Regions from separate parts of the Pan troglodytes genome. Here region 2 is linked to region 1. The links are chromatin contacts, called in public Hi-C maps. All regions are on one chromosome and are shown on one strand. The core of a region is the stretch at or near the end of the contact, and the rest is flanking DNA. Distances in the headings are between cores, read along the strand shown.

What was found. Hi-C and Micro-C count contacts between places; a contact is called where the count stands out from the background.
Region 2: a contact with region 1 is called in a Hi-C map of stem cell-derived neural progenitor cells, with 3 times the contacts expected there. The contact joins two enhancer-like sites. A contact is called at or near these places in 2 of 7 Hi-C or Micro-C datasets (induced pluripotent stem cells and stem cell-derived neural progenitor cells) and 1 of 1 other capture datasets (stem cell-derived neural stem cells).

Annotation. Positions count from the first base shown.
Region 1 is chr4:58,160,037-58,165,867 of NHGRI_mPanTro3-v2.0_pri, forward strand. No RefSeq gene overlaps it. Among named protein-coding and RNA genes, the nearest start is that of ANKRD55, 250 kb to the right of the region's middle. Within about 2 kb of position 2,690, at least 13 of the 24 cell types and tissues checked have an H3K27ac peak or open chromatin away from gene starts, as enhancers often do. A contact at or near this core is called in stem cell-derived neural progenitor cells and stem cell-derived neural stem cells, where this site is marked.
Region 2 is chr4:58,358,247-58,364,342 of NHGRI_mPanTro3-v2.0_pri, forward strand. It overlaps the pseudogene LOC100608916. Among named protein-coding and RNA genes, the nearest start is that of ANKRD55, 53 kb to the right of the region's middle. Within about 2 kb of position 2,090, at least 4 of the 24 cell types and tissues checked have an H3K27ac peak or open chromatin away from gene starts, as enhancers often do. A contact at or near this core is called in stem cell-derived neural progenitor cells and stem cell-derived neural stem cells, where this site is marked.

The DNA of each region.
Region 1 (5,831 bases), core at 1,440-3,939:
AGCCTTGCCAGCATCTGTTGTTTTTTTGACTTTTTAATAACAGTCATTCTGAGTGGTGTGAGATCTCATCGTGGTTTTGATTTGCATTTCTCTGATAATCAGCAATGCTGAGCATCTTTTCACATTTGTTGGCTGCTTGCATGTCTTCTTTTGAGAAATGTCTGTTCATGTCTTTTGCCCACTTTTTAACAGGGTTGTTTGTGTTTGTGTTTTGCTTGCATAGCTGCTTTCCATGTTCTTTTCTATGTTATCTAGAACTATAATAAAAGTAACTGCCCAGCTCTTTGGGAGGCTGGGGCAGGCGAATCACTTGAGGTCAGGAGTTCAAGGGTAGCCTGGCCAATATGGTGAAACCCTGTCTCTATTAAAAATACAAAAATTAGCCGAGTGTGGTGGCACACACCTGGATTCCCAGCTATTCAGGAGGCTGAGGCAGGAGAATTACTTGAACCCCCAAGGCGGAGGTTGCAGTGAGCCCAGATCGCACCACTGTACTCCAGCCTGGGAGACAGAGTGAGACAGCGTCTCAAAAAAACAAAAAAAAAGGAACTAGGTCTAAGACAGGGTACCCAATCTATTTCTAAGAAGATGCTACTTCTCATTTTCTGGAAACACTGTAGCAAAGAGGAAGGGACAATAATGTCCCATAGTGGGTGGGCAGATATAAAAACCCCAAGATGTTCATTTCAGGCCCAAAGTGACTACTGCTTGCTACCCTCACCTTTCTCTGCTGGAACACTACCAGCCCCTGTGAGATGTGGGTGATCTCATGGGTGTTTGGAAGAATCCCAGTACCAGGCTAGGGGATCATCAAAGCTGACTGGATCAGTCCTGGTAGATCAGGAAGCCTTACTGAGTAACGCTAATGCCAGGTCTCCAAACTGCCACTGAGCATCAGGGGTCCTTCCCACAATATCTTTGTTTCTCTAGGTCAAGAAATGATGCCGTCCCTAGAAACAGAGCAATGTTTATGTAAGAGTCAACTCAGAGACCTTGTGCCGGTACAAGAGGTACTATCTCATCCTGCTCCCCTGCAGGCACTAAATGAGACAAAATTCCTTCTGGAGTTCAAGTCCAGAAGGCTGACTATGCTGTTAATGGCAGTATACTGAGTTAAGAGAAGTCGGGGAGATGGGAATATTGGGTCCACGATTCTGCCTGGAGGGAAGAATTGTGGTCTCCTCAGTCCTGTGGAGTAGGGGTCCGGGCTGATGATAGCGCCTCCTGGTGCAGAGTATACAAACAGCTGAAGATCTGCCTGGACCCCCTACCCCTCTCTTTTTTCCTTGTGGAAACTGTGTATAATTTGGAAAGAGCAAGGACATCCTGGCTCGCAGCTGGCCAGCTCCACCTGCGACCTAGACACCCTCGCCCCTCCCTGCGGAGCCAGGCGAGTTCACAGGGCTGCCTCCGCTTCTTGCAGCGTGTCTGCTCTCCTGGCCTGGCCTCTCCAGACCTTTCCCTCCACGGGCAGCGATTTCCAAGGCTCTCAAGACTCCAAACCACGTCGTTTTGGGAGTGAAAAAGTGAAAGCACACATCGTGTCATTAGAGCAGCAGGGACCAGCTGCTGGGTCAACACTTCCGAAAACAGCGCTTCCTGGGGAGCGACCGGAGCGTCTCAGAATCTACGGTTTGACCTCCTGCCAATTCTCATGGTGTCTTTATACATTTTAACACAAAAATAAGATGTTTTCGCTTGAGAGCGAGAGGGAAATGAACTGTTAAGGTGCTCTGTCGCCAGAGAAGTGAAGTTGGGGGGTAAATTTTAGCAACCCCCGACCCCCCTACCGAGGGAGGATGCGAAGTCGGCTCCTGAAACGCGAGCGAAACCCCCGCGCGCTTTCCGGGGTGACGCACATGTCTGTGTTTCTTTTTGCTTTTGACCAAAAGTCGTAGGGAGGGGCCTCCTCAGGGGACAGTCGCGGGCGCTGTGCCAGTCGTTCCTGTCCCCCCACCAAAGTCAACCCCAGCCCCAGGCCAAGGCCGCCCCGGCCGGAAGGGCCCGCTGGTGGGGGCCGTGGGGGGCGCGGCGGGCGCGCGGGGCTGGGGGCGGCGGGTCCGCCTACCCCGCCTTCCTGGCGTGGAGAGTTTCGGTCCCAGCCTCGCTGGCGTGGACTCTGCCTGAACCACGCCTGGGATGCTTTTGCCAAAGGAAACTTGGGGGGTGGGGGCGGGGCGGGCGACGATTTCCCCCCCCTCCCCACCCCGCCCCTGTCCTCCTCGGCCGGGAGCCGCGCTGGGCCGGGGTCAGCTGGCTGCCTTTGTGGCCGCTTCCCAGGAAGGAAGAAGCGTTGTCTGCAGATCAGTTGATCCGCGGGCTTTCCTGTGTCGGAGCGCCGCCGTTTTCCGGGGACGGCTGCCACCCCCGTGATTCCCAGCCGGGGCTGCCGGCCGTGCGTGAGAGCCGGATAAATAGGCCATTGTGAGGCCGTTCAGATCTAGGTTTCTTATCACAGTATCCACCAGCGAGAAGCAGATTCGGCCCCTGATGGAGCTCATCCCAGCTTCTCTTTTCTTTCTCTGCACAGTTACAGCCATTTCTATTTTTTGCAGTTGTAAAGGGAATATTCAGAAAGCAATTTATTGTGTGCGACAGGGACTTAAGGGGGCGTGTCTGCAGACCGTGTTCCCACCGGGGTTGGGGTTCGCAACCTTGAGTTGAGCTCCATGGGCTTTGGTGTGTGAGGTTTCTACCCGCCCATCGCCCAAGGCAGGCACGTCCTTAAACACCAGCTGCAAGTATCAGGAGGGCAAGTCCGTAGGTCTCTAGATCCAGTGGTTTGGCTTTTTGGTGTTTGTTTTGTTTTGCGATAGCCTTGATCTGCTTTATGGACACTGAAAATTTGAAGGTCGAGGGAACACGAGTTAAAACAGGTCAAATGAGGGAGGTTCTGAGGAAGGCTGGTGGTTTGGGAAGAGCTGATGCTGATGGTGTTGAGTGTCTGTTTTGTTTTTGTTTTTCTGCTGCAGCAGCCGCAGGGCTGTGGAGGGGTTGGGGTTTCCTGGTGTTTGACTTACTGGATAGTCATTGCTTGGCATGGCTGGGTTTTTGGGCCTGTGACCTGTGCTCAGAAGCCGACGTGTGCTTAGTTGGATGCTCTACTGACACCATGTTGACATGCTTAATAATTTTTGAAAAGGACTCTGCATTTTCAGTTTGAACTGCACCCGGCAAATTATGTAGCCAGGGCTGTTAGTAGACTCTCAAATTCATTTGTATAAGCTTGAATAACGGTTTGAATAAGTTCCCATTTGAGATAAGGGCCTGCGGTTAGTCGATAAGCTGCTGAAGGTGATTCTCTTAGTTTTCAGAGTATCTACTGTGGCTGTGCTGACGGATTAGAGCACGTTCCACAAACTAAACCAGGCTGCCTGGCATCGTGGGCATCTGCAGGGAGCGGCACCAGCCCCCTGCCAGAACAGAAGAGTGCAGCCAGGCAAGATTAGCTTCGTTCCGCCTGCTGAGACTTCATCCTTTAGAAAGCATAGAATGTGCAGCCCTCAAAAACCTAGTGATTTCCTTAATAAGATGCTTATTTGTGCAGTTATTGCTTCTCTTTTCTTTTCCACTCTGAAATGCCTGGCTTCCAGGGTTGAAAGTGGATTCATCCTACCAGAAATATTCTATCGTTTTTGGGCACTGTGTTAATACTTCCAGCACCTGCTAAGGACTGAATGTTTGCATCCTCCCAAGATTCAGATATTGAAAATCTAACCTTCAATGTGATGGAATTTAGAGGGGGGTCTTTGGAGAGTAATTAGGTTTAGATGATGGCATGAGGGTGGGGCTCCGTGATGAGATTAGTCTCTATAAGAAGAGAAAGCAAAACTAGAGCCTTTTCTCCCTTCACCTGCATGAGGACCCAGCAAGAAGGTAGCTATCTGCAAGCCAGGACCAAGGCCCTCATCAGGAACAGAATCTGCTGGCACCTTGCTCCTGGACTTCCCAGCCTGCAGAACTGGGAGAAATAAATGTCTGTTGTTGAAGTCATCCAGCCTACAATATATATTCTGTTATAGCAGCCTGAGCTGACTAAGACAACCCCTAAACAACTCTTGAGAAATTACTCTAAATCAGGGACTTTGCATTTCTCAGAGACAGGGGAAGGGAAGTTGGCAATAGTTCATAATAAATAAGGAAAATGCTATCTTTTTAGAAATAGTTTGTATAAGATACAGTTGTTTCGGTTTAATGCAAAAAATATTCCCTTCAAATGAGTATTTGTTTACTTGCTTACTCCTTCACTCATTAATTTATGGCTTCACTTTTCATTTACTCAACAACATTTATATAGGACAGGTAATAGAGGAGACTTTGTGACATTACAGTAAAAGAGAGAATTCCCTGCCCTGGAGAGGCTTTGAAATAGTGGAGATATAAAGAAATAAAGAATACAACGGAATGTTACACGTGCTAAAATAGCTACCTATCAGGATATTTTAGGGCCACAAAAGGGTTATTTGAATCACTTCCATTTGCTCATCATTAATGAATTCCCTAGGTTATTTTTTATAAGCCTTATTATTATTATTATTGTTAAGGTTTTTTTGAGACAGAGTTTCACTCTGTGGAGCTGGAGTGCAGTGGTGTGATCTCGGGGCACTGTGACCTCCACCTTCTGGGTTCAAGCGATTCTCATACTCAGCCTCTCAAGTAGGTGGGACTACAGGTGTGCACCACCATGCCCAACTAGTTTGTGTATTTTTAGTAAAGATGGGGTTTTGCCATATTGGCCAGGCTGGTCTCAAACTCCTAGCCTCAAGTGATCTACCCGCCTCGGCCTCCTAAAGTGCTGGGATTACAGGCATGAGCCACTGTGCCTGGCTGGACTATTAATATTATTTATAATGTTATCTATTAACAGATAATATAATAATGTAGTATTAATAATATCCATTAATTTTAATAGTTATTAAAATATTTAATTTTAATATGAATTAAAATGCTATTTATTAATAACTATTAATAATGTATATTATTGCTAATAGCATTCATACAGCAATTGACGTGTTCAGACACTGTGCTAAGCAGTGTACAGGCATTTTCTCAGTTTACACTCATGATTAATTAGGTCCACTTGGAAACCCTATTGTATACAAGAAACTGAAACTGGGACATTAAATAAATTGCTCAAGGCCACACAGTACCTAGTGTAGAGTCAGGATTTTACCCAGCTGGTCTCTTCCAAAGTTTGCCCTCTCCAGGCTATACTGTTTCCAGCAACACAGCTGCAGCACCATGTGAAATCAAGGTTTGTGCAAAGCATCAGAAAAATGCCATCTACTATTTCACATGATCATTTCCCTTTTCACAAAGTACACTAAGACTGATACCTCCAAAAGAGAGGGGTTTGTTCCCTCCTCACTAGAAGCTTCATGTTTTTGCATCAACAGGTTGCGGATGCCAGTACCACAGATGGTTCTCAGAGGATGCAAGTAAATTTCTAGAATGTTGGGTAGATGGCAGAACAGTGTTCCATGGCTTCTCAAAGGAGATTTTTATGGGCATGCCAATACTTCCAGGTAACTGGTAAATTCTATTCCGTGTGGAAGATTCTGTATCTCCATGTCTACTTCTTAGTAGGCAGATTTAGTCTGCCTACTAAGTCCTGCCACATCACAAGGCAGGAAGCCAGCATTTTTTTTTTTTTTTTTTTTTGAGATGGAGTCTTGCTCTGTCACCCAGGCTGGATTGCAGTGGCAAGATCTCTGCTCACCGCAACCTCCGCCTCCCGGGTTCAAGAGATTCTCCTGCCTCAGCCTCCCGAGTAGCTGGGACTACAGGCGCGTGCAACCACTCCTGGCTAATTTTTTGTATTTTTAGTAGAG
Region 2 (6,096 bases), core at 840-3,339, 200 kb after region 1:
GCTGCTTTCTCATCTTGCCCTAGCATTCAGGACCAGTGGCCTTAGATTGATGCTTTTATTAATTTGCTGGATTTATTCTCTCTCTCTCTCTCTCTCTCTCTCTCTCACTTTCTCTCTCTCTCTCTCTCACATACACACACACACATGCACACAACATGCCCCAAAACACAAAATACACACACATTTAGCATTTTTCAACTCAAGTCGTTGGAGCTTGTGTCTCATCTCATTATCATCCTACAAATCATCTTGACACATTTATTTCTGCTTCTCCAACTTTAATTTCTAGGATGCTGATATGGTTTGGCTGTGTCCCCACCCAAATCTCAACTTGAATTGTATATCCCAGAATTCCCACATGTTGTGGGAAAGACCCAAGGGGAAGTAATTGAATCATGGGGGCTGATCTTTCCCGTGCTATTCTCCTGATAGTGAATAAGTCTCATGAGATCTGATGGGTTTATCAGGACCTTCTGCTTTTGCTCCTTTCTCATTTTTCTCTTGCCACCACCATGTAAGAAGTGCCTTCCTCCTCCCGCCATGATCCTGAGGCCTCCCCAGCCATGTGGAACTGTAAGTCCAATTAAACCTCTTTTTGTTCCCAGTTTCTCATATGTCTTTATCAGCAGCATGGAAAGGGATTAATACAGATGCTGTGTTTAAAATTCAACCTGACACATCATATTTTCCTAAGAATCAAGATGGAATTGCATTAGCCAGAGGTGAATGTGAAGATTACTGTGGATTCAGCGAGGGGCGGAAGTGTGGAAATGAGAATGACTCCAGAGTCAGACAGACTGGGAAAAGATGATGACTGCCATTCACTAACTGAGGCCTCAGGTTAGGCACTTACCTTCTCTGAGCCTCAATTTGCTCATCCACAAAGCGGTAGTAAAGGATCTCAAAAGAATGCTGTGAAGATTAGATGTATATTGCATGCAAGTTCCCTAGCAAAGAGTTAGGGCTCAATTAATGCCACTTTCTCCCCCTTTAGACTTATTCAGTTCTCAAGATGATCTCTGTGCCCACTTGCCTGGAGGAATTTTTTGGGCCCACTGGAGTAGGAGCTGGTATTAAGAGCATCTTTCGGTACTGCAGAGAAGGAAATTCTCACGGCTTAAACTTGGAGTGAGAGAGCTCGAAGAGGAGGCAGGAATCTTGGGAAAAGAAGAAAGGGGTGGTGAGACAAGAGGCAGTTTCTAGCATCATGGGGAGGGGAAGAGGAGATCATAACAAGGCATTGTGATGGGGAAGAAAGAGCTGGAGGAAAAGAAGGGAGCAGGCAGAGCGAGGCAACCAACCAAAGCAGGGAAAGCAAATGACTGTCACCACGCAGGCCACCATCTCTACACGGTGGGGGAAGCCAAGCACCTCCTCAGACTCAGCTCACAAGAAGGTGACACTGCAGGGGAAGGCTCTGGGCAGCCCTCATCAGGGTCCAGGGCCCCCAGCCAAGAAGAAGGAGCCGCTATGAAGTCCATTCCCATGGCTAGGCTGCTGAACCCCTAGTGTGGAGACATATGGGGCAAAAGAGAGTGTCAAATGAAATAGGGAACCCAACTATCAGGCCTGGCTGTCATGTGGGTCTAAACTCCAACTACTTTTAATATAAGGACCCAGATTTAAGTAAAAAATGGACATACCTCCTGCATGATAGTACTTACACTTACAGCCACATGGCACACAAAAACTGCTTAGAGCAAATGGAGATATTTGAGGACTCATTTCCATTATATCACCACTCCGCAGGGATCCACAGCCATGGGATTCAGAGCAACTCCAGGAGGGAGAATGAAAACCCCAAAATTTTTCAAGGGGCTCTCTTTTCCAGGTTTACAAAGGGAGAATTGGGGTCCTTGTGTCAATTCTTCCAAGGGAAAGGACCACCTCCTCCCTTCTCCTTCTGTGCTCCAGAGCAGTAGAATCTGACCCTCCTAATTACATTCTTGCCTCACTTGGGTTTATTCCCATTTATTCCCCACCCCCATTCCCCTCTTTGCCAAATTCCTCTTCCTGATGAGTCAGGGATTAAAAATGCTTGGCATCCTTGCTGAATAAATAGTATTTGTCCACAGTGACACTGGTCAGTGGCAAACTGCCTTTGTTCTGTGATGAGAAGCATGAGCACACAACTTGCAAGTTGTCTATCCAGGACTCTGGTCCTATATGGGCATCAAACTCATGCCCTTGGCCTTGTTTATGTCCTGTTCCAGCTAGCTAGGCTGGCTTGCACAGAAGGAAGGAGTGAAGGTAGAGGGAGAAAGGGAGAGAAGGGGTGGGGGGGAAAAACTTGTGCTGGTTTTATACAAATCTTCTCCAGTTTAATCATACCTGTGATGTAGATAGAATTAGTCCCATTTTATAGATCCAGAGAAATTCAGTCAGTTGCCAGATTTGCAGGGGTTAGAAAAGCTAGAATTTGAACTCTCCTATTCTGAGTGGGAGCCTGTCATTCTTTGTGCCACATCAAGCCACTGATGGAAGTGAGCAGGCAGTTGACTGAAATTGATTGCCATTCTGCCAGCCTCCAAGCCTTAGGAAATGGCCTGCCTCAGATAGAATGGAAGTTGCAGTGGGCATCAGACAGCACTTTCCTCTTTCCCCTCGGCCTCTGGCGTCAGGCTGCCCCAGAGGGAGATCTGTTGTGTTTTCAGCAGCTCTGGAAGAGACATTTCTCCGGGAGTGGTGGACACAACAGTGTCCTGTTATTCCCCTGCAAGTCCCACTGGGGTGTGGCAGCCATAGCAGGAATTGCTTACTTCCCTTAGCAGCCCCTGACCATCGCATGTGCTCACATTAGCTCAGGAAACTCTGCCATATGGGCTTCTTATGTCTCCTGCCTTCCACAGCTTCAGGCACCTCTTCAAATGCTTTTTAATTCAGCTGGCATTGTGGCTCACAACTGTAATCCCAGCACTTTGGGAGGCTGAGGTGGGCAGATCGCTTGAGCCCAGGAATTTGAGACTAGCCTGGGCAACATGGTGAAACTCTGTCTCTAGAAAAAATACAAAAATTAGCTGGGCATGGTGGTGCATGCCTGTGGTCCAAGCTACTCAGGAGGCTGAGGTGGGAGGATCACCTGAGCCCAGGAGGTTGAGCCATGATGGTGCCACTGCACTCCAGCCTGAGCAACAGAGTGAGACCCCATTTCAAAAATAAATAAAGTAAATAAATTCAGACTGTCATGAGCCATTCATTCCCAAAGATTCCATTTGTGCTTAAGCCCAATATTTTACAGACAGGATGAACAAGACTCAGAGAAGCAAAGAGACTTCCTGAAGGTCACATGGCAAGTGAATGACAGAACTAGGGCCAGAATCAAGGTCCCTGACTATTCTTCAGTCACTCAGCAGACATTCATTGAGTGACTAGAATCTGCTAGGCACCACTCCGGGTGCCAGGTGTCCATTGCTGTCCTTAGAAGCAAGCTGCGCTGCTCTGCTGGGGCTTCCCTGCTCCCCTTTCCTGGATGCTTTTCATTCCCAGCCCCAGAGTCTAACCCCGAGACCTCCAGGGCCACTCACCACAGCATTCCTGAAGACTTAGAAGAGGTGCTTTTGTGTGCAGCCCTTTCCTCCAAGACCCTGGAATGCATGTTCGCAGAACTTGCTGATTTATAGCCATGTTGCCTTTCAAAGAATTCCCTGGCCTGCGTTAAGTCAACAGATTTGAGAAAAGGCTTGTTAAAAGTTCTGTCACGGGAGCCAGTTGTTCCTTGTGTTCGCAGGATGCTTTCTTTAACCCTGGGTCCTGCTCAGGCCAGTAACAGCACACCCTGGGCCTACAACTGCTCAGGATCTGTGTGTAAGACATGGAAACTCTGTCATATAAATGTATTTAGTGCTCCTCCGTCGAATAGCCCTAAGCCCTGTCATATAAATGTATTTACTGCCCTTCCCTCGAATAGCCCTAAGCCTCTATTCTCTCATTTATCATTCTTTGTTTTTTACTGCCTTAATGGTTTTTGTGATCATATTAGCCTATTTTCTATTTTTATCCTCTTGTCATTCTGCCCATCAACTGAGAGCAGTGGCCATATCCTGTTTGTACATGCCGACCTTTCTGAAAACCATTCATTCATTCATTCATTCATCCACCCACCCATCCATTCAACAATCCTGGCCCTGTCCTGGGAACTGAGGATGCAGCAATAGAGAAATAAAGATGGCTGCTGCCTGCCAGGTGCACTGCCCAGATCCTTGTTCAGGGTCACTCTGCTCATTCCCCAGCTGCCAGGATTGTTACTGGCTGATGACCCACATTGAGTCCTCCCTATGAATTGCCCTTGGCCAAAGGGAGCTGTGTCCCCTTCCTGGGGACACTCTGCATCCAATGACTGGCTGATTTGGGGCCCGCCCCCTTTGTCTCAATTCAGGACATCCCTGAAGCACTTCCCCAGCCTCAGGGCTCCCCTGGGAATCAGTGGAGACCTCTGTTGCAACTGAATCACAGTTCAAGTCCTCTCTGTGCCCAGTCTTGCTTCCTTCACACCCTGTGGCTGCTGTGCCTGAGAGCACCCGCCGCCATAACCCTCCTTGCACGCAAATCTCCAGCTCAGAGTTTTGTTCCCAGGGAAGTCATCCTATGACACCTGCTATCATGAAGCTTATATACTAAGAGTGATAGAAAATAAACACAACAAATAGTAACACAGTTATGTGAAAAATTACATTGCTGTGGGAAGAAATAGAGTGGGGTCAGGGGATCAGGAATACAGATTGGGAAGATGATTAATTTTTCATATTCAATAGAATGATTGGACTGGCATCTCTGAGAATGTGACAGTTGAGCAAAGACTTGAAATTAGCAAACTGAATGTCCAAAAGCTTCTGAATCCAAAATTGAGCCTGGATCAGTCAGGATTTCCCAGAGAAACAGCACCAATAGGATGTGAATGTGTGTATGTGTGTGTGTGTGTACATATATGTGAATATGTACATGCATACACACTCAGATCTGTTTCAAGGAATTGGCTCATGGGATTGTGGAGCCTGGCAAGTCTGAAGTCTGCAGGGAAGGCCAGCAGCTGGAATAGGTGGGAGTTGATGCTTTAGTCTTAGGGCAGAATTTCTTCTTCTCTGGGAAACCTCAATTTTTGCTCTTAAGGCCTTCAAGGGATGAGGTGAGGCCCAACCACATTATGAAAGATAATCTGCTTTACTTATAGTCTACTATTTGTGAATGTTCATCACATCCCCAAATACCTTCACAGCAGCACCTAGGTTAGTATTTGATTAAGCATTGGGTACTATAGCCTAGCCAAGCTGACACAGGAACCTGACCATCACACCTACTCTGTCCCACAGGTACATATCCCAACACCTTTCCCTGCTTTACTTTTCTCCTTAACACCCATCAAGAGCTGACATTCTGTATATTTTACCCTCCCCAGTGTCTTACACCAAGCCCACTTCATTCATTTATGTAGTACCTGTTTATTCTCTTGAAAACATATAAGTTGGTAGCCTTCCAGTGTGAGTATCCCCAAGAGAAAATACGCATCAAAAATTAAGAACTTAGAAATGATAGTTGAGGTGGAGGAACTTCCAGCAGTGGCAGCTCAAGTGGCCAAGACAAGGTGGGTCAAAGTCAGGGTGATGGTCATGGTCCTAGACATGGCAAGAAGGATGACAAGGACAAGAAAAATAAGTAGTAACCTCCTGTACCAACTAGAGTGGCGGAAAAAGAAGAAAAAAACAAAGGGACAAGATGTTGCCAGTAAACTGCCACTGGTGACCCTTCACACTCAGTGTCGGTTAAAATTACTGAAGTTAGAGAGAATTAAAGACTATCTTCTCATGGCGGAAGAATTCATTAGAAATCAGGATCAAATAAAACTATTAGAAGAAAAGCAAGAGGAGGGAAGATCAAAAGTGGATGATCTGAGGGGGACCCCAATGTCAGTAGGAAACTTGGAAGAGATCATCAATGACAATCATGCCATTGTGTCTACATCTGTGGGCTCAGAACACTATGACAGCATTCTTTCATTTGTAGACAAGGATCTGCTGGAACCTGGCTGCTCGGTTCTGCTCAGACACAAGGTACATGCGGTGATAAGGGTGCTGATGGATGACGCGGGTCCCCTGGTCACAA